Regions from separate parts of the Mus musculus genome. Here region 1 is linked to region 2. The links are chromatin contacts, called in public promoter capture Hi-C maps. All regions are on one chromosome and are shown on one strand. Each heading gives the region's core, a stretch centred on a gene start, on an enhancer-like site or on the middle of the called end of the contact. The rest is flanking DNA. Distances are from core to core; before and after follow the strand shown. Region 1 holds the start of Necap2 (NECAP endocytosis associated 2). Region 2 holds the start of Capzb (capping protein (actin filament) muscle Z-line, beta).

What was found. Promoter capture Hi-C pulls out the DNA fragments that hold promoters and counts their contacts.
Region 1: a contact with region 2 is called in a promoter capture Hi-C map of pre-B cells, with 2.9 times the contacts expected there. The contact joins the promoter of Necap2 here to the promoter of Capzb in region 2. A contact is called at or near these places in 1 of 39 promoter capture datasets (pre-B cells) and 1 of 115 datasets of contacts at active chromatin or transcription factors (pancreatic cancer cells).

The regions. Positions count from the first base shown.
Region 1 is chr4:141,076,508-141,081,223 of GRCm38.p6, reverse strand. It overlaps Necap2 (NECAP endocytosis associated 2), which reads left to right and starts at 2,867. Exons shown (of 8, transcript NM_025383.4): 1 at 2,867-3,011. The coding sequence starts at 2,920.
Region 2 is chr4:139,190,243-139,195,533 of GRCm38.p6, reverse strand. It overlaps Capzb (capping protein (actin filament) muscle Z-line, beta), which reads right to left and starts at 2,635. Exons shown (of 9, transcript NM_009798.4): 1 at 2,506-2,635. The coding sequence starts at 2,508.

The DNA of each region.
Region 1 (4,716 bases), core at 1,618-4,117, 1.9 Mb before region 2:
CCATATACCCTTGGGTATTGGGTATGTCTTAATTTTCTGCAGCTTTTATTTACACCCACATTCATGCCCTTGCCTGGCGCTCACTTTTCTCAGTGCCTCTCTTTTTTCCTATTCCTTGTCCTTAAGCCTATATTAGGTTTGGAGATTCACCTGCCCCTGCCTCCTGAGTGGTGGGATTAAAGGCGTGCGCCATCACTGCCCAACATCTTTTTTTGTTTGTTTGTTTGGTTTTTTTTTTGTTTTTGTTTTTTCGAGACAGGGTTTCTCTGTATAGCCCTGGCTGTCCTGGAACTCACTCTGTAGACCAGGCTGGCCTCGAACTCAGAAATCCACCTGCCTCTGCCTCCCGAGTGCTGGGATTAAAGGCGTGAGCCACCACGCCCGGCTCCAACATCTTAAAATGTCTTTAATACAACTTCCAACTTGACTTCATTATACTGGCCAGTCCTGAAGTTATTTTCAATGTTGAAGCCACAAATCCTGGTTTAGGTTGAGCTAAGGTACCTAAAAGATGAGGGGAACACCTAAGGATGGCTGAGGGTGACAGTACAGAGTCTCACCTTTGTCCCCTCATTGCTAAAACTGATGCTTCGAACTTGTAGCCATCCTCCTGCCTCTGCGACATCCTCCACACTGGGACTGCAAGCATGCTCTACCATATCCAACTGGGACTTCTTTTTTTTTTAACTTTTTTTTCGATTTTTATTTATTATTATACATAGGTACACTATAGCTGTCTTCAGATACCAGAAGAGGGCATCATATCTCATTACGGATGGTTGTGAGCCACCATGTGGTTGCTGGGATTTGAACTCAGAAACTCTGGAAGAGCAGTCTGTGCTCTTAACCGTTGAGTCATCTCTCCAGCCCAGGGGACTTCTTTTTAAATGACTCATTTTACTGAACTTCAGTTTGTAGGCTCTAAAATACAACTCTCACTTCAAGGAAAACTGAAACTCTTTTTTTTTTTTTTTTGGAGCCATAGGGATGACTGTGGCCCAGAAACACAGATTCACGTTACCAGAATACATGTTCCAGGTGTGGTAACAATTTCATGAAAATTTCATAATGACTATCTTAGTCAGTGATCTATTACTGTTAACAGACGCCATGGCCACAGCAACTTTTATAAGAGAGAGCACGTAATTAGGCTGGCTTACAGTTTCAGAGATTCAGTCCATTATCATCAAGGCGGGAAGCATGGCAGCACGCAGGCAGACATGGTGCTGGAGAAGTAGTTGAACATTCTCCATCTGGATCTGCAGGCAGCAGGAAGAGAAAGGCACTGGGACTGGCTTTGACTTTTGAAACCTCAAAGCTCACCCCCAATAATATACTTCCTCCAAAAGGCCACACCCACTCCAAGGCCACACCTCCTAGTTCCTCTCAAGTAGTGCCAATTCCTAATGACCAAGCATTCAAAATTATGAGCCTATGGGGGCCATTCCCATTCAGACCACCACAGTGATGAAAAAATAGTTATAAACCGAGGCATTAGCCCGGCCGTGGTGTCGCACACCTTTAATCCCAGCATTTGGGAGGCAGAGGCGGGCAGATTTCGGAGTTCGAGGCCAGCCTGGTCTACAGAGTGAGTTCCAGGACAGCCAGGACTGCACAGAGAAATCCTGTCTCGAAAAACCAAAAAACTGAGCCAGGCGTGGTGGCACACGCCTTTAATCCCAGCACTCGGGAGGCAGAGGCAGGTGGATTTCTGAGTTTGAGGCCAGCCTGGTCTACAAAATGAGTTCCAGGACAGCCTGGGCTACACAGAGAAACCCTGTCTCAAAAAAAACCAACAAAAACAAAAAACCCAAAAAATCAACAAAACAAAACAAACATCAAACCGAGGCATTTTTCAAACCGTTGGTGGAGACCTCAGGCAGGTGAGTCACCGCAAAGCCGGGAAACATCATTTATGGCCCTTACTTGCTATCTGATGACATTCTTAGCCTTTATTGGTGAAAGCTGGCATTTGTACCTTCCAAAGGATTTACCTAATAGTCACAAGGATCTTAGGTCACATACAGAGGTGGCCAATAAATGGCTATTTAGAGGGTCAAGATAACTCAAAATCAATTCGCCTCCCAATCTGCCTTATTCTAGCTTTTCACAAGTGATCAACCTCGTGGAAGGATTAGGAGGTGTGTCCTCGTTGGAAAAGCTGTGATGGGGGTTTGGTCTTTGAGTTTTCCAAAAGCCCGTATCAGGCCCGGGTCACTGTCGTCCGTGCTCCCCTTCCTCCCGCCCCATCCCTGTGTGCTGTGGCCCTTCCACCCCCACCAGGATCATGACGTACAGCTCTCAGCTGCTTCTCTGGTATCACGCCTGCCTGCATGCCGCCATGCTCTCCCGCATGCTAATCATGGACTAAGCCTCTGAAACTGTAAGCAAGCCCCCAATGAAAGGATTTCTTTTTGTAAGTGTTGCCTTGGTCATAGTGTCTCTTCACAGCAAAGACAACCAGGAACTTTGGTTCACAACTTTGATTTGTACTCCTGTTGCGCTAAGCCACTGGGGCCTTGCGCACATAGTAGGTTATAAAAAGTTGTGGAGCGAGATTCCTCCAGAAGCCTCTGAGAACCTTCTGGGATTGGCGGGGACAAGGACATTCCGTCAGAAGGGCAGGGCTGCAGGGTATCTTGCATATCAGCCACCCTGGTCTAGGGTATAGAGTTTGAACTACAACCAGGTTCGGGATTAGGCTCAGATCAGCGGCATCTCGAGCTTCTCAGGTCCCACAGCAGCAGAGAGCAATCGCTTCACGGTCTGATCTGAGGCGCCCGGCAGAGGGCACTCGGGAGCGATCGGGGGGTCCCCCGGAGCTTCCGCTCTAGACAGAACTTGGTCATAGAGTCGCATCACTTCCGGTCCTGAAGGGGCGGGGAGAAGCCGGAAGTCCCGAGGGCTCGGGCGATAGAGATGGAGGAGAGTGAGTACGAGTCTGTTCTGTGTGTCAAGCCGGAGGTCCACGTCTACCGCATCCCGCCGCGGGCCACCAACCGTGGTTACAGGTGACCGTTCCTGGCTTAATCTTCCCGTCCCCCGCCCCGGCATGCACTGCGGGGGACGAGGACCGGTTGTCGGGTTTAGGGGCGGAAAGGATGGAGCCCTGTGGCTACTTTAATCGGGGCCAGACTTAGGAGGGGTCGCTGGCCCTGAGCCGTCAGCGGGACGCCGGCAACGGTCGCAGCCAGCTCCTGGGGACCCGAGAGCGCAGTGGGTTCCCTCGGCGGGGTCTACGGGTCGTGTCACAGCGCTAACCGACAGTCGTGACGGGATCCCAGAAAACCCTGCCACCCGCGGAAATCCCCGCCGGGAGGGCACGGGAGGGAACCCGGCCATCTGGGGGACCCGTCCCACGAAGCCCAGGGACGCTGTTCCTATCTCCGGCTCTCCTGACCCCAGTTTCACCCCTGATCACAACATACTTGCAGCTGGGAGGATACCGCCGCCCTTGTCTTGAGTGAGCGTCACCTGAGGCAAATAAACTCAAATGCCTGTAAACACACGGAGTGTCTCCGGAAGGGAACCCAGGACTCTAGTCTAGGAGAGGAGACACAAAGTTGGACACCTTCCCTAACTGAAAAAGATGAAAAATACGTGGTGTGTCCTGTGCCCTGTGGTGGGGTGTTGCTACTTAGGCTGGGTGGCTCTCGAAGGCGATGGGTGTCTGAGTTGTTTGGAAACAGGTCGTCGGGTACCACAAATGTGTTGGAGGGCCAACTCCATCTGCCCTTTGCGCTATGTAACACAGGCTCATAACATTTTCTGAATGGGTATCTTAGAACACTTAACTGTGTCGGTGCGATGATTTTAAAATAATATTAAAATGACAAGAATGGAGGTCAGCAAGCTACAGCTGCCTGTGCTTGCTTTTGCGTGTCTGGGTGTGGTGCGGGTGCATGCAGAAGCCACAGGAGTTCCAGCCAGTGTCTTGCTTTTTTCATGTCCGTTGTTCCCTTGAGGTGGCCCCTAACTGAAGCTGGGGTTGGCTGTTTTCATCTAGACTAGGTGTTCAGCAAGCCCAGTGAAACTCCTTTCTCTGCCCCACCCCACACAGTGGAGGGTCTACAGGTAGCTGGAGCCAGACCTGGCTTTTAGGCGCTAGAGATCCAAACTCGGGGCCTCAAGCTTGCTCATCTGCACCGAATCATCTCCACAGCTGTCTCCCTTTCCTTTCTTGTTATCAAACCGGAGATTGGCAGTCTACCCCTATCTGTTGGGTCTTCGTTCAGTAGACTAGGGTTAGCTTCTCTTGATCCTCCGGAGGGTGGGGTCACCAAGTATCCAGCCAGGCTGGTTTGATACAGAGGAAGCTGCCCGCCCTACACTCAACCTTTCGGGCTCTCCTTAGCCTGAATCTAAAGCCCGCGGCGCCAGGAAGAGGAACAGAAACTGAGCCTGCTGCCTTGTTAGCTGAAGATGTACATTCATGTGGATCTGCCACAGCTGCCAGCTAGAGTTCTAGAGAGCTGACAGTGGCTTTGCTTAGAACTTCCCAGAAAAGCCTTCTGAAAGTACCCATGGCATTTGCTGTTCAGGGGTTTCTCTTTGCTTCTGCTGCTGCTGCTGCTGCTGACGACGACACTGTTGCCTTCTAAAGGAGCCAAAGAAGGCATTGACGAGGGTCCTCGTTCCCTCCTACCTGGAATACAGCCGAGAATATCCTTCCTAGCCGCTCTTTCCTCCCCCGGACCCTCATGCACTTTTACACTC
Region 2 (5,291 bases), core at 1,386-3,885:
CTTCTGGTTTGCCCAAACTACCCACATTAGGGCATCAGATTATACTAGCATAGTAGGCAGTCAGAAAACATTTAGGAGGTTGGGGTACATGAAGAACAAGTTAACGAGTGTCAAACCTGGGTGGCTGCGCTCACAGACCATCCCAGATCACACTAAGCAATCTCCTGTCTCACCCTCACTGTTGCCCAAGCTGGCCTTGAATGCCTTAAACAGCTGAGACTGCAGGTATGTGGCACCACGCCCAGCCTTCCACGACAGATCTTTCAGAGTTAGGTACTGTTCTAGGACCAGATAGACAGGGGCAGAAAACACAAGACCAACATCTCTGTCCCCTAAGAGCTCGGGGATCAGGCCCATAGGCTATGCTCCTGTCTCAAAATGGCCATTTCCTAACAGGAGAGCCACCCAGAGTCTGCAGAGGTAAGCACTTGCTCTCCCTGGCTGGGCCTGAGCATCCATCCCATCATTATGGTTCTTCAACAGTGTCATTATATCAGACACACAACAGCAGACAAGGAAGACCGCAGTCTGGAGGCTGCTAGGCAGGCTCCCACTGGCCAAGAGTGCTCTCCACACAGATGCAACAACATTTTGAATGAGTTACAATGAATGCCCCAGCTTTTCTTCACCTGTCAGATGGACAAAGCGAAAGCCTAGATGATTCTGTGGAGACTAAGTCCCATCTGGCCACTCCACCACCCTCTCCTGCTTTGGTGCTGGGAGTACACACAGAAAACTTCAGTCTACTTTGAAGAATCTCACCCAAAACTGTCCTGGACAAGTCCTTTCCCCCTGCAGACTAAGGTCAGGGGTTCAGACCCCCAGGCCCGTTTCCAGCCAAGAGCAATAACATGAAAACCTGTCTTGCCTATGCTTTTAATCAATATATAGAAAGTTTACTAGCCAATCAGACTTAGTCATCCCCAATACAGTTGCTGCACCCTTGCTAAAACAAGGCACAGGGTACCTCAAAACCATCTAGGGTCCAAAATCCCCTCCTAAATATCGACCAGGCAGGAGGGGAGCCACCTGTAAGGCTACACGGAGCAGGTGGGTTGCCTTCCCTCTCAGCCTACCTTACAAGGCTTCCTTGACCATGTGAGGTAGTTCTCTGGCCCTTCCACCACCAAAGATGGTGGGCCTGCTCTGCAGGTATCCAGGTAGATTAGGGGGTGCAGGGGTATGGGGGAGGAGGGAAGTGACACATCTAAGGCTCCTCAAATAAGTTGCTAGCATAGTGTGCCTGTCTTCATTACCAAAACAAACACCATGAGTGGAGTCCGGGAGCTCTCCGGCCTGTGAGTTTCTGCTCACCTGCTCCGAGGCACCTCCATAATCAGCAGTCCCAACTCTAACAAGCTGACAGTTCAGGGGGAAAGGAAGGCTGCGCCTGCTAGGATGCATCGTGTCCAGGCCGTAGGTTGGGCTGCTGAGCTCCGTGTCCCCCTAGCCCCAGGGCTGCGGCCTCACAAGAGCAATTGTGAGTTCACCCCTGTCCAGTTGGCTTACCAACCCGTCAGCACTCTGCTCCCCACTCAGGCAGGGCACCCCTCAAGACGCGCTCTATTAGCCGCACTACCACTAGGCCCTCCCAAGGGAAATGCCCTGTTCTGCCTTCCGGGCATACAGATGCCGCCCTTCTCTCCCTCGCTCGCCTGCTCACTCACACCGAAGCGGCCTCCCCAGAAAGGGGCAAACCTAGGAAAGGCTCAGTACCCAGACCACCCCCACCCTGGCTGGGGCTCTCCCCCGCTCGCCAGAGGCTGCCCAGAAAGAGCCTCCTAGGAACAGGAGAGGGGACACCTGGGTCAGGAGCAGGACACGGAACAAGCAGGGTCTAGATGGGAGGGTGAGAGCAGCGAAGGGCTGACGCAGGCTAGGCTAAGTCGTGAGAAGTCGGGGGAAGGGGACGGCTAGGGCCGGGGACAGGGAGGTGCAGGGAGGGGGGGAACACAGCTGGAGTAGAGAGGCCACACTTGAGGACCGACCGCAGAGAGAAGATTCCATGACGGTGAAGGAAACAAACCTAGGCAGAGTTCACTGGAAAGGGCTTATCGGGGTGCAGACTGGGGCCATGGAGAGGAGAAGAGTTTGGGGGAAGGGGACCTAGACTGGACCACTGGAGCGAGAACCACGGTCCTAGCCTGGGCCCTGGGGCCGAGGCAGGAGCCCAAGTACAGCCCATGGGATGAAGGCCTGCGAGAGGGGTGCCCGGCCTGGCCCCTGAAGGAAGGAAGGTCTAGCCTGGGATAGGCGAGACTAGCCTGGACTTGCAGGGAGAAGAACTGGGCTCCACATGGAGCCCAGGGCGGGGTCATAGGCTATCAGGGCCTCCCGCCGCCCACTCCGGACCCGAAGAGTGGCGTCTGCCTAGGGTCCGGGACCCCGCCCCTCCCCCACCCCGGATCCCCACCCTTCCCGGGCCGGGCGGGTCGGCGAAGGAGTGGACGCGAGCTCCGGCGGTGAGAGGGGTCCCGGGATGGAGCCGTGAAGGGGTCCCTTTACCATGGTGGCGGCGGCGGCGACGGTCCCTGTCCCGGCGTCTGTGGCTCTCCCCCCCGCAGCAGGGCCCTGCGCTTCCACTTCCCCGGGTGCCCAAGAGTGAACATCCGGGTCAGCGCCCCCCTCCCCCCCCCACCCCCCCGCGCCGGGCAGCCACCACCTTCCTTCCCCGCCCCGGCCAGCCCGACCCGCCCCCCAGCCGCCAGCTCCCGACCAATGAGAGCGCGGGGCCGCAGCGATCGCCAAGTATGGAGCGCCGCGCGGGGGGCGGGGACGGGGGCAGGCCCTGTGGTCGAGTGGGCGTGTCCTGTCTCAGGAGGGGCGGGCCAGGCGCAACGCTCCTGCGCGGCCAGGGCTGTGGCGTTCCGGAGGGACTGGGTCTACTTGCGTCCCTCCTCTGACTGTCAGCCTCGCTTCTCGCAGCTGCAGGACGCGGGCTAGCTGAGGGTGGAGCGGTTCACTGGTTCCCCTGGGCGGAGGATGCGGAAGGCGCCGAAACTAGGAGGGGACCGGCCCTCCGCAACCCACCCGGACCCGGAACTGGTGCGCCGGACGAGGCCCGGCCCCTACAGAGCGAGCGGAACCTGCATGGGGAAGCCGGCTCTGCCGCCCCTGTTGCTGAACACCTGCTATCAGGACCAGGCGGGCAGCTTTTAGGTACCAAAAGATGACAAGTGAATAAGCCATAAGGATCCCTGCCTGCACTTCATAGCTACCAGAGTAGTTGTGGGAAAGACCCGGGTAAGAAGACTAGAACATTTGGGTTCAATAAATGCTGTTTCATATACTTTTTTACATTATGTACAGAGAATCAGCCCGTTTCCCTAAATGAGTATCTCTCTCGAATCATATAGTGACTCAGAAATCCCTCTTTGTTTTCAGGTCTGAAGATTGAACGTAGAGCCTCAGGCAGGCTAGGCTAAGCTCTTCCACTTAACTGCAGCCCCAACCAGAAATTTGCTGTTCAAAAGAGTGAATTTTGTTTTGTTATCTAGAACTCAGGAGCCCTAGAATTGCACGTTTTGTTTATAACAACCCCCTACACGGCTTGCTCACCCTCCGTTTAGAGTCATATCAGGTCCTGAGAAGAGATCAGAAAACATCTGAGGGGAAACTGTGCCCTAGGCCTCTGAGCTTATAGTCAAGTGAAAGCTTGCAGGGACAGCCACCAGCAAAGAAAGCGTCCAGGTAAGTCTCTCAAGAATGACATAGACCAATATTACAGGAGTTCAGAGAAGGGAGTGGCACTTAGAAGGTCATTACACCGGAAGTATTTATCATGTAGCTATTGGCCAAGCACTGTGTAGGAAGCAGGCTGGAGAAATTACAGCTTTGAGCAAAATAGCCCATGATGGCATATGGCTTGTGGGTAAGATTTCACCTCCAGGAATAGAGCCTCTTACAGCCTGGGTAAGTACCCCTGTCCTGAGTTAAGGCCCCTTCAAGCTTGAAACCTGGTCAGAGACCAGGTACCCTATCTAATAAAGTATTGGGGGTGAGATGTGGAAAAACAGTGGATAGAGCAGGTAGACAGACGAGCCCTGTGGTGGTATTTTGGAGGATGGTCCAAGGGGGCTTTAACTCAGAAACTAACGCTTGACCAGATAGCTGAAGGTGGGGATGGAGCAGACCATGCGCCCATTGTCAGCACCTAGGTATCCACAGAGGCCACTGTGGCCAGCCTAAATTGTGTGTGAGCAGCAAACTGCAGTGAGCCTACTGTGTGCTGGACTACAGGGTAACTAGGGAGGGCCTCAGAAAGCTATTTGTGTGTCCCAGACAGTTTTATTTTAATGTCAGAGAAACAATACCTGAGGTTACCCTCAGTTTCCCACATACATGCCTTCCTGCATGGGAACAGACATAAAACACATGTACACACACACACACCGGGGAATTTTTTAAAGCATACATATTGGGCCTAGGGAAGTGCACTGTGGGTAAAGTGCTTGCTGTCCAAGCATAGGGACCTCTCTGATCCACAGCATGTAAAAGCCAGGTACAGCTAGCTGTGTATTGGAGAGATATTCCCAATGCTGTGTGAAAGGCAGGAGGATCTCTGGGGCTTGGTGACTAGCCAGCCTAGCCAAATGGCAAACTCCAAATTCAGTTAGAAAGGCCTATGGTGGTATATACCTATAATCCCAGCACTCAGAAGGCAGAGGCAGGAGGATCTCTGGGAGTTCAAGGCCAATCTACTCTACATAGCAAGCTCCAAGACAGCCAGGACTATACAGAGAGAAGACGAATTCTATGAGAGACGCTGGGTCAAAAAACAGGGTGGATGGGCTGGCTCAGTGGGTAAGAGGACTGACTGCTCTTCCAGGGGTCCTGAGTTCAATTCCCAGCAACCACATGGTGGCTCTCAACCATCTGTAATGGGATCTGATGCCCTCTTCTGGTGTGTCTGAAGACAACTACATTATATTCATATAAATAAAATAGATAAATTTAAAAAAATAAACAGGGTGGATCAAGGTATAGGAAGTTGGGTTTCAGACCCAAGGGGCTGAGGTACATATTTTACATACCAAAGCAGACCTGGCCTCCAGGTTCTCCCTGCATCCCTCAGTCCCTACCTGACATACCCTGCCCTCTACCCTGAATTTTCCAGCCTAGGGGCTGGGCTGCACTTCCCACAGAGGCTCTTCCCTATATAATCAGACATTTTGGTCTCCTCCCCCCTCCTTTCCTTCTCTCCTTTCTCCCTCTGTGTGTGCTCTTTCTCTCTATTCCCCCTCCCGACCACCTCCCTCCCCATGGTGCCTTCCCTGGCCTTGTTTCTTGGG